2 separate regions of the Mus musculus genome follow, and region 1 is linked to region 2. The links are chromatin contacts, called in public HiChIP or PLAC-seq maps. All regions are on one chromosome and are shown on one strand. The core of a region is the stretch at or near the end of the contact, and the rest is flanking DNA. Distances in the headings are between cores, read along the strand shown. Region 1 overlaps Acoxl (acyl-Coenzyme A oxidase-like). Region 2 overlaps Acoxl (acyl-Coenzyme A oxidase-like).

Region 1 (6,105 bases), core at 2,055-4,554, 180 kb after region 2:
CCCTCTGGAAACCAGTGATGTAGTCTCTGTGGCTATAGTTTTCTCTTTTAAAAAATGCATAAATGGAAGTTCACAGCCCTAAACTTTTTTATATTCACATCTTTCTCTTGCCATGATGACTATGAGATTCAGCCAAGTTATTGTAATGATCAATGGATAATCCTTTTTTGTTGCTGAGTCATACTCTATTGTATGGATCTACAAGTTTTTCTGTTCACCCATTAGAAAATGTTTGCTCACTGAAATATTCCTGTGTGGACTGTTATGTGAATATAGGCCTTTAATTCTCTAAGACAGCTTTCTTCAACTCTGGTGCATCTTTGAATGGTAAATGTCTCCCACGTGTTAAAAGTTTAATGCCTACATTGGCACTGTAAGAGATGAGACCCTTTGAGAGGTTTTAGATTAATATGAGCATGTCCTGGAAAGGGTAGGTGCGACCCCAGTCTCTTCCTTTGTTTTTTGTTTTGTGTTTTTTAAATGTATCAGTGTATTTTGCTATATCATACACTCCCCACCAGAGGCCCAAGAGTAATATCTCTGGACTCAAGAGTTCAAAACTGTGAGCTCAAATTAACTTTATCTCCCTATCAGTTGGTAAACTCAGGTATCTGTTACACTGGCAGAGAGCTGTTATACTCACGAGTGTATAGATACTCGGCCCATCCAGCCTCAGTGTTTAGGGAGGGAGTGTTCCTGCCCACTGCAGGGTGTTTGGGGGTATCCCCAGCTTCTACCTCAATAGATGCTAATAAAGTTCCTCAATTTCAATGAGCAGAATGACTCTATACATTGCCAAGTGCAAAATCCACTCATGATTGAGAACCACTCCTCCAAGGCAAGTGCACTGGGGTGAGCTGAGAGCTGTAAGAGAAATAAATCCTCGCATCCCCAAGATGCTTTTGGTCATGGCCTTTAGCACAAGAATAGAAGCCCTAATAGTGAAGACAGCAGGGTGCCTCGCTCTTGTATTTTCCAGAAGTAGACACCTAGTGTATATTCGTAGTGTTGTTCTTTGTTAGATACAGGTGTGATTCACCAACAAGACCATCACGCTTCCTGGCTGCTTTCCAGCAACTTTAAAAAGGATAGACTCAATTTCTTTAATCTTTGTAAGACTATTCTAGTCAAGTATTTCTTATGTGATTCTTGGTAACATACAATATTCTATAAACTGCTCTATTTTAAGTTGAGAGATTTGCATGAGTGAAGCCCACAGTTTCCCATATTTCCTTTTAGTTTCTGTGGGGCTGTGTAGCTTTCTGCTACTTCATATATGATGTTAATAATTGGTGTGTCTCTTTTCACATTCTCAAGCCCATTAGGACTGTGTTAAATATGTGAATCATAATTTAAAATAGCAAATGTTGGTTTTCATTTATCTCAAATGATTTTCTGTTTTCATTTTTACTGATATATATATATGTATATATGCGTATATATATATACATGTATATATATGTATATATGCGTATATATATATATATATATATATACACACATGTATATATATATATATATATATACACACACATATCCTGTATTTCTCTTTTGTTGGGTTGCTTTGGATTTATTTTACTCTTGGTTTTCTAAGATTCTTGAGGCTGACACTTCCCATCGATTTTTCTTCTTTAAGTTAAAAATCTGGTATGAATTTGCCTCTGAGAACTGCTTTCTCTATGTCACACAAGGATTTGCATATTTTGTCTTAATTTTCTTCATGGCCCTTGAGATTTATTTCTCTATTTATAAATTATTAAGAAAGATGCAGTTTAGTCTCCAAGTGTCAAAAGACTGTCTTGGTTTCTCTTGTTGTTATTGGTTACTTGGTCTGCTCTATGGTAATTACAGGATATACAATGTTTTTAATATTAGAAAAATCTGACAGTAGAGCAAAGAGAACATCTGGAAATAGAAGAAATTATATCACAATAACAGAGTGATAAAAGAAAATACAATATTTCAAATTCACTCACAGATATTTAAAGTGCGCGATGCAGGGGTGGAGGGTGGCTTGGTGGATAAGCAAGCTTGCTCTGCAAACAGGAGGAACTTAGGTGAAACCAACACCCACATGAACAGATGGGCCTGGCTATGGGCGCCTGAAATCTCAGCATTGGCAGGACAGAGACAGGCAGGTCATGAGAGTTCACTTGCTATCCAGCCTAAAATAGCAAGCTTCTTCTAATTCAGTGAGACACCCTGCCCCGAGGCAGTAAGGCCAAGATTGACAGAGAAGACACTCAACATCCCCTCTGGTCTCCACTCCTGTGCATATGCATGCTGTACAAGCAGGTGCAAGCGCGCAGGTGCAAGCGCGGGCGCGCATGCGCGCGCACAAACACACACACTCAAATACATACATGTGCATGCGCACATACACATAAAATAAATCTTTTTAAAAAACATAAATTTATGTAGTAAAAGGAAAGTAACAGTTAAGACTGATTATATTAAAAACAGAAAGGCCAGGTGGTGACCCTTGAGAGGCAGAAGCGGGCAGATCAATATGAATTTGAGGGCAATCTGGTCTGTGTAAATGAGTTCCAGGCTAGCCAGGGCTACATAATGTCACCCTGCTTCAAATAGAAAAATAGATACACAAAAAGACGAAGGGGGCTGGAGAGAGATGACTCAGTGGTTAAGAGTGCTTATGGCGCAAATGTGAGAATCTAGGTTGAAGTCCCCATGTGAAAAGTCACTAGGGGGTGGACAGACAGATCACCTGGGCCTGTGGCCACCAGCGTCACTCCAGATTCAGTGAGAAACTCGGTGCTGAGAGAATAATGTAGAGAGGGATAGAACAGGAACCCCCCTTTCTGTATGTACATGCATGGATACATATACCACACACACATATGCATACCACATACCACGCGCAAACACATGCACACCACACACATACACCACACACACACACCATGCACACACATATGCATACCACATACCATACACAAACACATGCATACCACACACATTCACACAGGGCACATACACCACACACACCACATATTACACACACACACACACACACACACACACACACACACACCCCACATACAACACACACACATACCTCATACCAAGCACATACACATGCACACACACACACATACACACGAGAAAAGAATGACTAGAAGTATGAAAGTCTCTGTGTTGTTAAGGTCTGGTATTTAGAAGTTGTCACAGACTCCTGATTTGTTTTGCAGGCAGCAGAAATCACAGAGTCAGTAGTAAATAGTATGAATCACTGGAGATTGTCCCTGGCACTCCCTTTGTTGGACCCTAGACAGAACCAAGCAGGAAATTCCTGCACCTCCTAGAGCTCCTCTAAGCTCATTCATAGCCGTAATCCCCAGTGAAGAAGAGTTTAATATAAATGACTTTCCTGGCACTGAGAGCCCTGAAGAGCTGGATGCAGAAGCCTGGGCCCTTGGTACCTCTACCTAGATGTGATTCTGGTAACCTCAAAGAGCCAGCACCCATCCTGTTTACACAGACAAGCCAAGAGGGCAGCCTCTGCAGAGCCTAAGCTGCATTACTGAAACAAGCAGACTTTAAAAGCCAATTTACAGTGTCAGCAGGAAGGTAACCCAGAACCTAAAGAAAAGAGCAGCCAGCCAGTAAATGCCCTGAGAGTCTGGTGTAGGTGACAGTATGGAACTAAGCCTGCATTGTGTAGGCAGAGGCTGGCTTGCCAGCAGCTTTCTTCAATTCAGTGGACTTTGACTTGAATTTGGTAAGACTGGGTGAGAGGCTGATGTTAACACCAGGACTTGTGATGGGTATCTTTTTCTCTCCAGTTCTACTCTCTTCTCTACCCTGGATATCCTTGGGAAGCTGACCCACTTAGCATGCACGGATGCGATCTATCTTAGTTTCTTTCCTGTTGCTGTGACAAAAGACGCCAAATGGATACTTTATGAAGAATAGAAATATATTTGGCTCACAGCTGTGCGGGAGGCTGGAAAGTTCCAAGAGCATGGTGTCCCCATCTCATCCGGTGAGGGGCTGGCTTCTTGCTGCATCTTAGCATGGCAGAGAACATCACAGGACAAGGATTCTAGTTCTGTTCTTTCTCCCTATAAAAGGTGACATGCTGGTCTCATCCTTTCAAAAGCTCCACCTCCAAGTACCATTAACTTGAAGATTATATCTCCAGCTGGGGGACTTGAAGGAAACATGTTCAAATCATGGCAGATCCTTGCCCTCTCAACTCTGTTGGATTCAGACTCCAGGGGAATAGTACAATGTTGGAATTTCTCTGTCTCCTTCTTACCTCCCTGAGGGGAGCCACCTTGGCTAATGGTCCACGACTCTCCTTAGAGCACATGTGTGCACCGTTCTTTCAGACTACAACAGCTACCCTTTGTATTCATCTTCCCATCGGACTCTCCCAGCCAGAGTTTCCAGCTGTAAGAAACTCTATTATCCCTCATGATTTTCCTACATCTTGCCTACACATATATTACATATATGCACATGTTTGTATACCCATGTATGAAGATACATGTGCCTGTGGGAGGGCAGAGGTTGACAATGGGCATCTTTAATTGTTCCCCTTACTTTTGGAGAACTTTTCACTGAACCTGGAGTTTGGTGGTTGGCTAGATTGGCTGGCCAATGAACCCCCTGTCTCTACTTCCCAGTTCTGGGATTTCAAACATTATCTACCAAACCCAGCTTTTACTTTTTTAAGGGGATGATGGGAATCCAAACTGAGCTCTTACACATGAGGCCAGCACCCTGTCACTGAGCTGTCTTCCCACCTAAGGCCATCTTCACAAAAGCCGTTATCTTAGAGATACGAAGGTGAGGAGTGTTTGTGGATGGAGCGGTAGGCCTGGGCTTTGTGCCACAGTACTACAGAGGGGACTTGAGTGGGCGGGGAGATGAAATGAGAAGGTCAGAGGTCTGATTGCTGAAGCTTGGGTGGAGCTGAGAAGGCTCCTGCACAGCACGCTCCCACAATTTGAAATGATGGGATAGTAAATGGTGAAGAAGTGAGTAGTTAAATGAAAAGCCACTCTGCCTCTGGAAAATGAGTTTATTTCTGCTTGGTGGCTGCCTGTGATGTCACCCAGTGTGCTTGCTTTCAGAAATGTAACCGGGAAAACATCCTGTAACTGAGGAGTGATATTTCTGTGAAAGTTTAATCAAGTGCTGCTCAATGGAAAAATATCAAGATGGCATTGCAGGGAATCGTTCATGAATGGAAGGGAGGCAAAGAGAACTACATGTGTCTTTCAAAGTCTATTCTAAGTCACCCGGGTGGGGAGGACGTGGGGGAAGCTACACGTGAACCAAGGTTGACTGGTGTTAAGATTTCTCGAGTGGAACTGATACCAGGGACCCCCTTTTACTGTCTGTCCTACTTTTAAAACGTACTTTTTATCCAAACCATGGCCATTCAAATTAAGGACTTTCTGGTTTTTGGAAACGGGATGTGTTGTCCCACATCCTTACAGGCTTCGTTTTTCTAACGTTTGCTTGTTTCCTGTCTCCCACTCTTCAGTTTTGTCTGCTGTATGGAACGAAGCTGGTGTTCCAGGAGCGAGGCTGGTACTTAGAACATAAATACCTGACCCCCAAGGCCAGCATGCTGATCAGGGCTCAGGTAAGAGGAGACACTGCGCATGCGCAGCAGCAGCCTTCGGCTCTTGGCTTTCTCAGAAAATGTCCCTGCCACTCTGTCGCCAGTTTCTGAGTGTTGACTTTAGGCCTTTAGGACTTTGTGTGCATAGCTTCAGGCCGTGATGATTCTATTAAGTGACAAAGACTAACTCACTGTATATGAGCTTCCTGACGTCGAGAGCAGAGACAGGACCGTGTGTTTTCCTTGTCTTGATGGGGATCGGTATTAATATTTTTCCTAACCCCTCCAAAGCATATTAATTCGTCCTTCATATTCAGGAGAAAAATCCTGCGGTAATTTTACGTCAGCAGTGACAATGAAAGTGAAAGCTACTTAGCACCTGTAAGTAAGGCGGGGCCACTAACCCATCCCAGATTGCTGCTGTAGGGATAGAGACCACAGACAGCGGTGGCAGCAGCGGCAGCAGCGAAGCCTATCCCTGGTACACCTCCTCTGCAGAGGCACAAAGA
Region 2 (5,801 bases), core at 2,072-4,571:
TCACACACTTAATGGATAGAGGCTAGGGGTGTAGTTAACATTCTATAATATACAGCTCTGGAACAGACTGTTGAATTGTCTGACACAAAACATGAACAGAGCCCAAGTGGAAACCCACTCTAGACAGAGAGGCCCAAGAGGCCAGCACAGTGAACATTCTCCCTCCATCTTTAGGACTGGAAAGTATCCTGTGCTCAGTTAACACAGATCAAGTCAGGTCTGTCATTCAGTGGCTCATGAGCTGTGTTGGCTTTTGGATTAGTAAAATATTCTCCAATGGTCAATGCAATATTTTATTGTTGAATTTGTATTATTTAAATATAAAGGTTAAGTTAACTTTTAATTAATTATACCAGTGAGTGGGCTAGAATGGTTATTTCTTCAACATGGTGGATCACTGTGAACCCACCTGTGGTTGTGTGGTGGTGATACAGAGCAGACTGCAGCAGCCTTCCTCCTGCCCTGGGTGACAGAACCCTTGGCATAAACTACTTAAGAGGAGGACGGATTCTCTTGCTCATGGTTTCAGAAGGCTTGGTTCCTGAGCATCCCATGCCCTGGCAGGGAACAGGTGCTTCTCCCTTGACCTGCTTTGCTTTCTATAGCTGTGATAAAGACTGTGACCAAAAGCAATTCAGGAAAGAAGATTTATTTCATCTTATAACTCACAGGTCACATTCTACCACAGAGGGGAGTCAGGGCCACGGAGGAGTGCTGCTTACTGGCTTGCTCTCATCCTGCTCCCTTGTATAATCTAGGACCACCTGCCCAGGGCTGGTATTGCCCACAGTGATCAGGGCTCTCCCATATCAATCATTAATCAAGAAAATGCTCTACATGTTTGCCCACGGTCAATCTGAATTAAAGTTCCCTCTTCCCAGGATATCCTAGCTTGTCTCGAGTTGACAAAAAATACAAGCAGCAGGCCTCCCTATCTGTATCATTGTAACAATTGCAAATCCCATCCTAATTCCAAACAAAAACGCATCTTATTTTCAAAATAAAACTCAAGTCAGCAGCTCAAACAGCAGTTTTAAAAGTCAAGTTTCAACTCAAAATAATCTAAAGATTTACTAATTTGGTACTTACATAGGGAGGAATGATGGTAGGAGAACAGGTTTTAAAAGATTTTTGTTTTCTGTAATCAAGCCATCATGTTTCTGCAAGAGGAAAAGAATTGTGTGTACAGTTAAAAAACAAAAACAAAAAAACCCACTGCATTGAATAGCACACAATGGTCTTAAATCGGAGAGGAGATGTTTCAGGTGTTTTGGCATTCCTTGAGTTTGCGTGGGGTGTTTAGAACCACGGCTGTGTTCCACAGTGTCGCTCAGATGGGTGCTACCAGGAACACCACCTATGCATTCATTGTGTGACTCTGAGTTGCTGTTTGGTTGCGTCTGAAGGAACATTTCACTGCCACCATATTTTTGCAAGCTTCACCTTCAGTCACATGACCCACAGCTTCAGGATCTGGCTCTTAAGTAACCAGCAGTTGCTTAAATCCTGTCCCTGTAACTACCACAGCCCTAAGGGGTAAAAATCAATTCTGTCTTGGCAGCAAGGGAATCTATTCTCAGAGGCTAAAGAACCTGTCCAAGACCACGTGGGCGCTTAATGAAGGTCATCGTCTTCCGATGATGCTAGGAATCCCTATGTACCTTGGGATAGTAGTGGATATGAGAGCCATTCGAGAAAATGTTCTCAGAAAAATCAGAGCTACTTCATATGAGAAAATGCAGGGATGGAGCTTCAGAGAGAGAGAGAGAGAGAGAGAGAGAGAGAGAGAGAGAGAGAGAAAGAGAGACTACCGTAAGACCCATGAGGAGACATGCAATGGAAATCTAGCTCTCATGCACGATCACAACGGCTATGGCTTTGCCCAGACTCATGATGCTGATGGAATTCAGAGTCTTCTTTCATTGTTTCTTCCATTTCTCCCCCAACTGCTTTATGTCAGGCATTATGAACTTAACTGCGAGTCAAGAGAACCCCTGGCTCCACGCTGTAAACAGTAACTGTACTGTTTTCTCACTTAATGATCCCTGAAGTGGAGCAGTTTCGGCGTGGTTATTTTGTGGCTCAATGACATCCTCAAGGACCAGGGTAGCTTTGATCTTTCTTCTCTGCAGCCCCCGAGCTGTCAGTTTTGTCTTGACTGACTCCTTTGTGGTCACAACATGGCCGCTGGGGTCCTTGCTGTCACATGCATATGTAATGGGATTTAGCAGCTGAGGAGGACCCATGCCTTCCTCTACGTTTCTTTCTTTTTAGTAGATGGAAACCTTTTCCAGAAACCCTTCAGGAGACTTGCTCTCATTTCAGATCATCAGAGAAAGCCATGTGGTCATTTCTAGGGCTGTCACCGGTGAGGACTTGGATGCCTATGGCTGGATTAGTGAAGCACAGCAGATCCACAGAACAGAGCAGAGCAGAGCGGATTAAAAAAACAAAAAAGAGGGCTCTGTTACAAAGGAGGAAGGGAGGAGGGGTGAGGCCGAATAACTGGAAATATTACTACACATTTAAAAAATATTTTTGTTAAAGACAATCTCAAACACGAAAGAAAGTGACAGCCGAGTTCCACTTTCTTCCCCGGTTCCTGCAGTTCTCAGACTCTTACCAGGGTTAAGTCTTCACTAGTCACCCCTTTGTCTGCTGGACTATTTCAAACATCTCAGACACACATGGATATTTAATGATCTAAATGTGCGGAAGCCCTCCCTTATACTTGGGCCTGGATTCAAGGGAAAAGGCTGCTTCGAGAGCTAGAGGTTGGGAAGGACTAACAGGCATTAACTATTTTTTGCTAGAGAAAAGACAAGATTCTAACCAGATGTAGTGACCCACTTCTGGGAAATCATAGGGAAAGACCTCGAATTAGAGGCCAGCCTGGGCTACAGCGCAGGGAAACAAGAATAAAACAAAATGAAACCAGAGACAACATTTCTCAGAGGAAAAAACAATATCCAGAGGAAGGAGTTCTCCCTGCTGTTGTTGTGGCTGCATCTGGAGTCTTTTGTACATGGGGAAGCAGCTGTCCTAGGAAGTTTGAGTTGTGGATTGGGGGTAAGGGGTGGGGGTGGTGCTCCGTTCTGCAGGCAAGTGCGAGTTCAGCCTCAGGTTTACAGTTTCCACTCTCTGGCTGGGGAGGCCGAATGCTTTCTAAGAGTGGGGTTGGGTTTGCTGACACCTGTTTCTGCATGCTAATAGATTTCTGGGGTAAGATAGAGCGGTGATGTCACCTGCAGGTGTGTGAGCCTGTGGCGGTTTCCCGAGGCATTGTAGCCACATCTGTCCTCAGCTGTGTGGGTCTTTGCTCCAGCAGGCTGCAGAATGAGCTGGTTGCCTGCAGAGCAAAAGCCAGAGGCAGCAAGCCGCGGTGGCCTTGCTTCAAACAAGCGGACTTTCCCCAAAGCTTCGGCTGATTTTCACTTAGTTATGGAACAAAACACAAATGTTGTTTCTTTAAAATGCCACAGCGGCAATCAGAGTATATTTCCACGCACCCTTTTCTCAGTTTCCTGAGGCCACCTGCCTTGTTACACGTTTGAAAGCTTCCTCTTCCTCTTCCTGAAACAGGAAGCTTGCCTTCTTATTTTCCTCCAGGTTTAAAGTGTGCCCTTCTTTGAAGAGAGTTCACACACACTCTCTGTGGGGTTGCACCTTTGTTTATAACATAAAAAAAAAATCTCCATTTCTCTACATGTGCTCTGTCTTGTCTCTAAAGGTCACACGGCACAGAGCTCCCTGCTCAGGGTACATCAACCTGGGCTGATTTTATCTGTGTGCGCTTTGTAAGATGTTTGTATTTGCATAGGACGTTTAGATACAGGGACACTTTGTATAACTATATTTGAAAATTGAGAGAGAGAGAGACAGAGAGAGAGAGAGAGAGAGAGAGAGAGATTGCTGTAGCCTGTGCCCAGTCCAGTGGCTAGTGCAGTAATTACACCAGTCCCTTAGTATAGCGTTCTCGAGCATGTACAATGTAGTGAAATGAGTGCTTTTTGTTTGCACGGTGTGCAGTTCAGTGTGGTGTGAGAATCCGCCTGACCCCAATACATTTTGTTTGACATGCACAGCTGGGGCACTGGAGGATAGTCCAGGCCATTAAAAAGAATGCGAAAAGAAAACACACACCATCTATTTGTCAGGACACAATGAAAGGGAGACTTACTGGGCCTGGATCACACCAGGAGGAAGGAGAAGAGGAAAACCCACCTGGCCCCCAGGGAGCCGGCAGGGGCACAGCTACTGTTGCCTGCTAGAGCTCCCCTGGTCATGCAAACCGATGCCCTTCCCAGCTCCCGGGATCTTCTTGTAGGGTGCTGTGCAATCAGAATGCTGGGGTGGAAGGGAGGAGGTCTTATTTGGACTTGGCATTCCAGGGGAGCCCAAGGTTAAGGGGTTCATCAGGCTTATGTGACATCTAGGAATGGCTTCTAAGGTGTCTGACCGGTGAAGACCTGCTACGCCTCCCGAGGTACCCCAGGCTTTCACCAACAGGCAGGAGAGAAGGCAGTGATGGATCCTTAGGAAGTTGGTTCCTCCCTCTCCCCAGCCACACAGATGCTACCCCATACTCAGCTGCAGTCCCCTCCCACTGGCCCCTCCCATCATCTTTCTTTTATTCCCCATTTGTTTCCTTGCAGGGATCTAGGAGGAAGTGGAAACAACAGGCCAAGCTAATGCTATAAATAAATGGTCGGCTAACCTTGGTTAGGAAATAGTAAGGCACCCAAAATGAAATGTTGCTAAAGGAGTACCCAAGGATCAGTAACATACTGACCAGACTTGTTTAAAAACTATGGAAGATGTGTACCTTTAACATAAAGTTTAGATTGCTGGGGAAATGTTTCAGCTCATGTTTGGCTCTTCATTGCCACCAAGTAGACCAATTCCCATACTGCAAAGAAACACCCCTGTCCCACAGCTGACCGTTAGGCCCTACCCCATACCAAAGGGCATGACTACAATGTTATAACCCTAGACCTAGAGCAATTTTTATGGAGGCTTGTTTCTTTTGGAGCACTAGACAAAACTGGACATATGCTTTGTTATTAAAGGATGTCTTCCTTATTTTTCCTGAGTGTGTGACATGAGTTGTCACTGGGATTAGGGGATGTTTCTCTGTTACAATAGTATCAGTCTCACACTTCATTCTCTGATTCTCTGATTCTCTCTCTGTGTGTGTATGTGTGCGCGTGTGTATGCATATTCACATGTTCACGTGTGCAGTTACATCTGAACAGCCATGCTGCATAGATAGGTCTGGAGAAAGGTCCCTGGCAACCTCACCTGCATTCAGAAGCCAAGACATCTTTGTATTACCTTAGTCACCTGGACCTTTTCAGAGTGACAGCTCTGAGCCTCACCTTGACTCAGCCCTGGCTCACTGTCCCTAGTTTCCTCGATGGCTGTGTAGAGAAGGGCATCAGTACGCTCTTATGCCCTGTAATGGACCATGGTAGAAAAGGTGTCCAAGAAACTCCCTCTCTGGCAAAAGTAAGAAAAATATACCTTGACTGATGTGGTTTGGCAAGAGTGACTTAAAAATGAACTCCACAAAAAACCCCCACACTAATGGGAGATGGTGTGTCCTTGCCCTTTGCGGCAGAAGTTTAAGGTGCCAGTGTGGTTAGCTGAATTCTGGAAGGAACAAAAGGGGAGATTCCCTCTGGCTGTTTTCATGACTGTACTTGTTCAAAACTCCCATTTCCCCCCCTCACCTACATTTTGTTTCTTGACCTGGAACAGAGACTCTCAGAAATCTAACCTTGGCTATATTAGTAAATGGT

What was found. HiChIP or PLAC-seq counts read pairs in DNA pulled down with a chosen protein or histone mark.
Region 1: a contact with region 2 is called in a BATF HiChIP or PLAC-seq map of CD8 T cells, with 8 read pairs. The contact joins two enhancer-like sites. A contact is called at or near these places in 1 of 15 datasets of contacts at CTCF or cohesin (CD8 T cells), 15 of 484 Hi-C or Micro-C datasets (8-cell embryo, CD8 T cells, ECoMG myeloid progenitors and 9 more), 6 of 115 datasets of contacts at active chromatin or transcription factors (CD8 T cells, Th17 cells, effector CD8 T cells and 3 more) and 1 of 9 other capture datasets (adipose tissue).

The regions. Positions count from the first base shown.
Region 1 is chr2:128,100,162-128,106,266 of GRCm38.p6, forward strand. Acoxl (acyl-Coenzyme A oxidase-like) reads left to right here. Exons shown (of 18, transcript NM_028765.3): 17 at 5,516-5,617. Among named protein-coding and RNA genes, the nearest start is that of Bcl2l11, 23 kb to the right of the region's middle. Within about 2 kb of position 3,305, at least 8 of the 459 cell types and tissues checked have an H3K27ac peak or open chromatin away from gene starts, as enhancers often do. A contact at or near this core is called in CD8 T cells and memory CD8 T cells, where this site is marked.
Region 2 is chr2:127,924,455-127,930,255 of GRCm38.p6, forward strand. The region is part of intron 9 of Acoxl (acyl-Coenzyme A oxidase-like); the gene reads left to right. Among named protein-coding and RNA genes, the nearest start is that of Acoxl, 73 kb to the left of the region's middle. Within about 2 kb of position 3,322, at least 49 of the 459 cell types and tissues checked have an H3K27ac peak or open chromatin away from gene starts, as enhancers often do. A contact at or near this core is called in CD8 T cells and memory CD8 T cells, where this site is marked.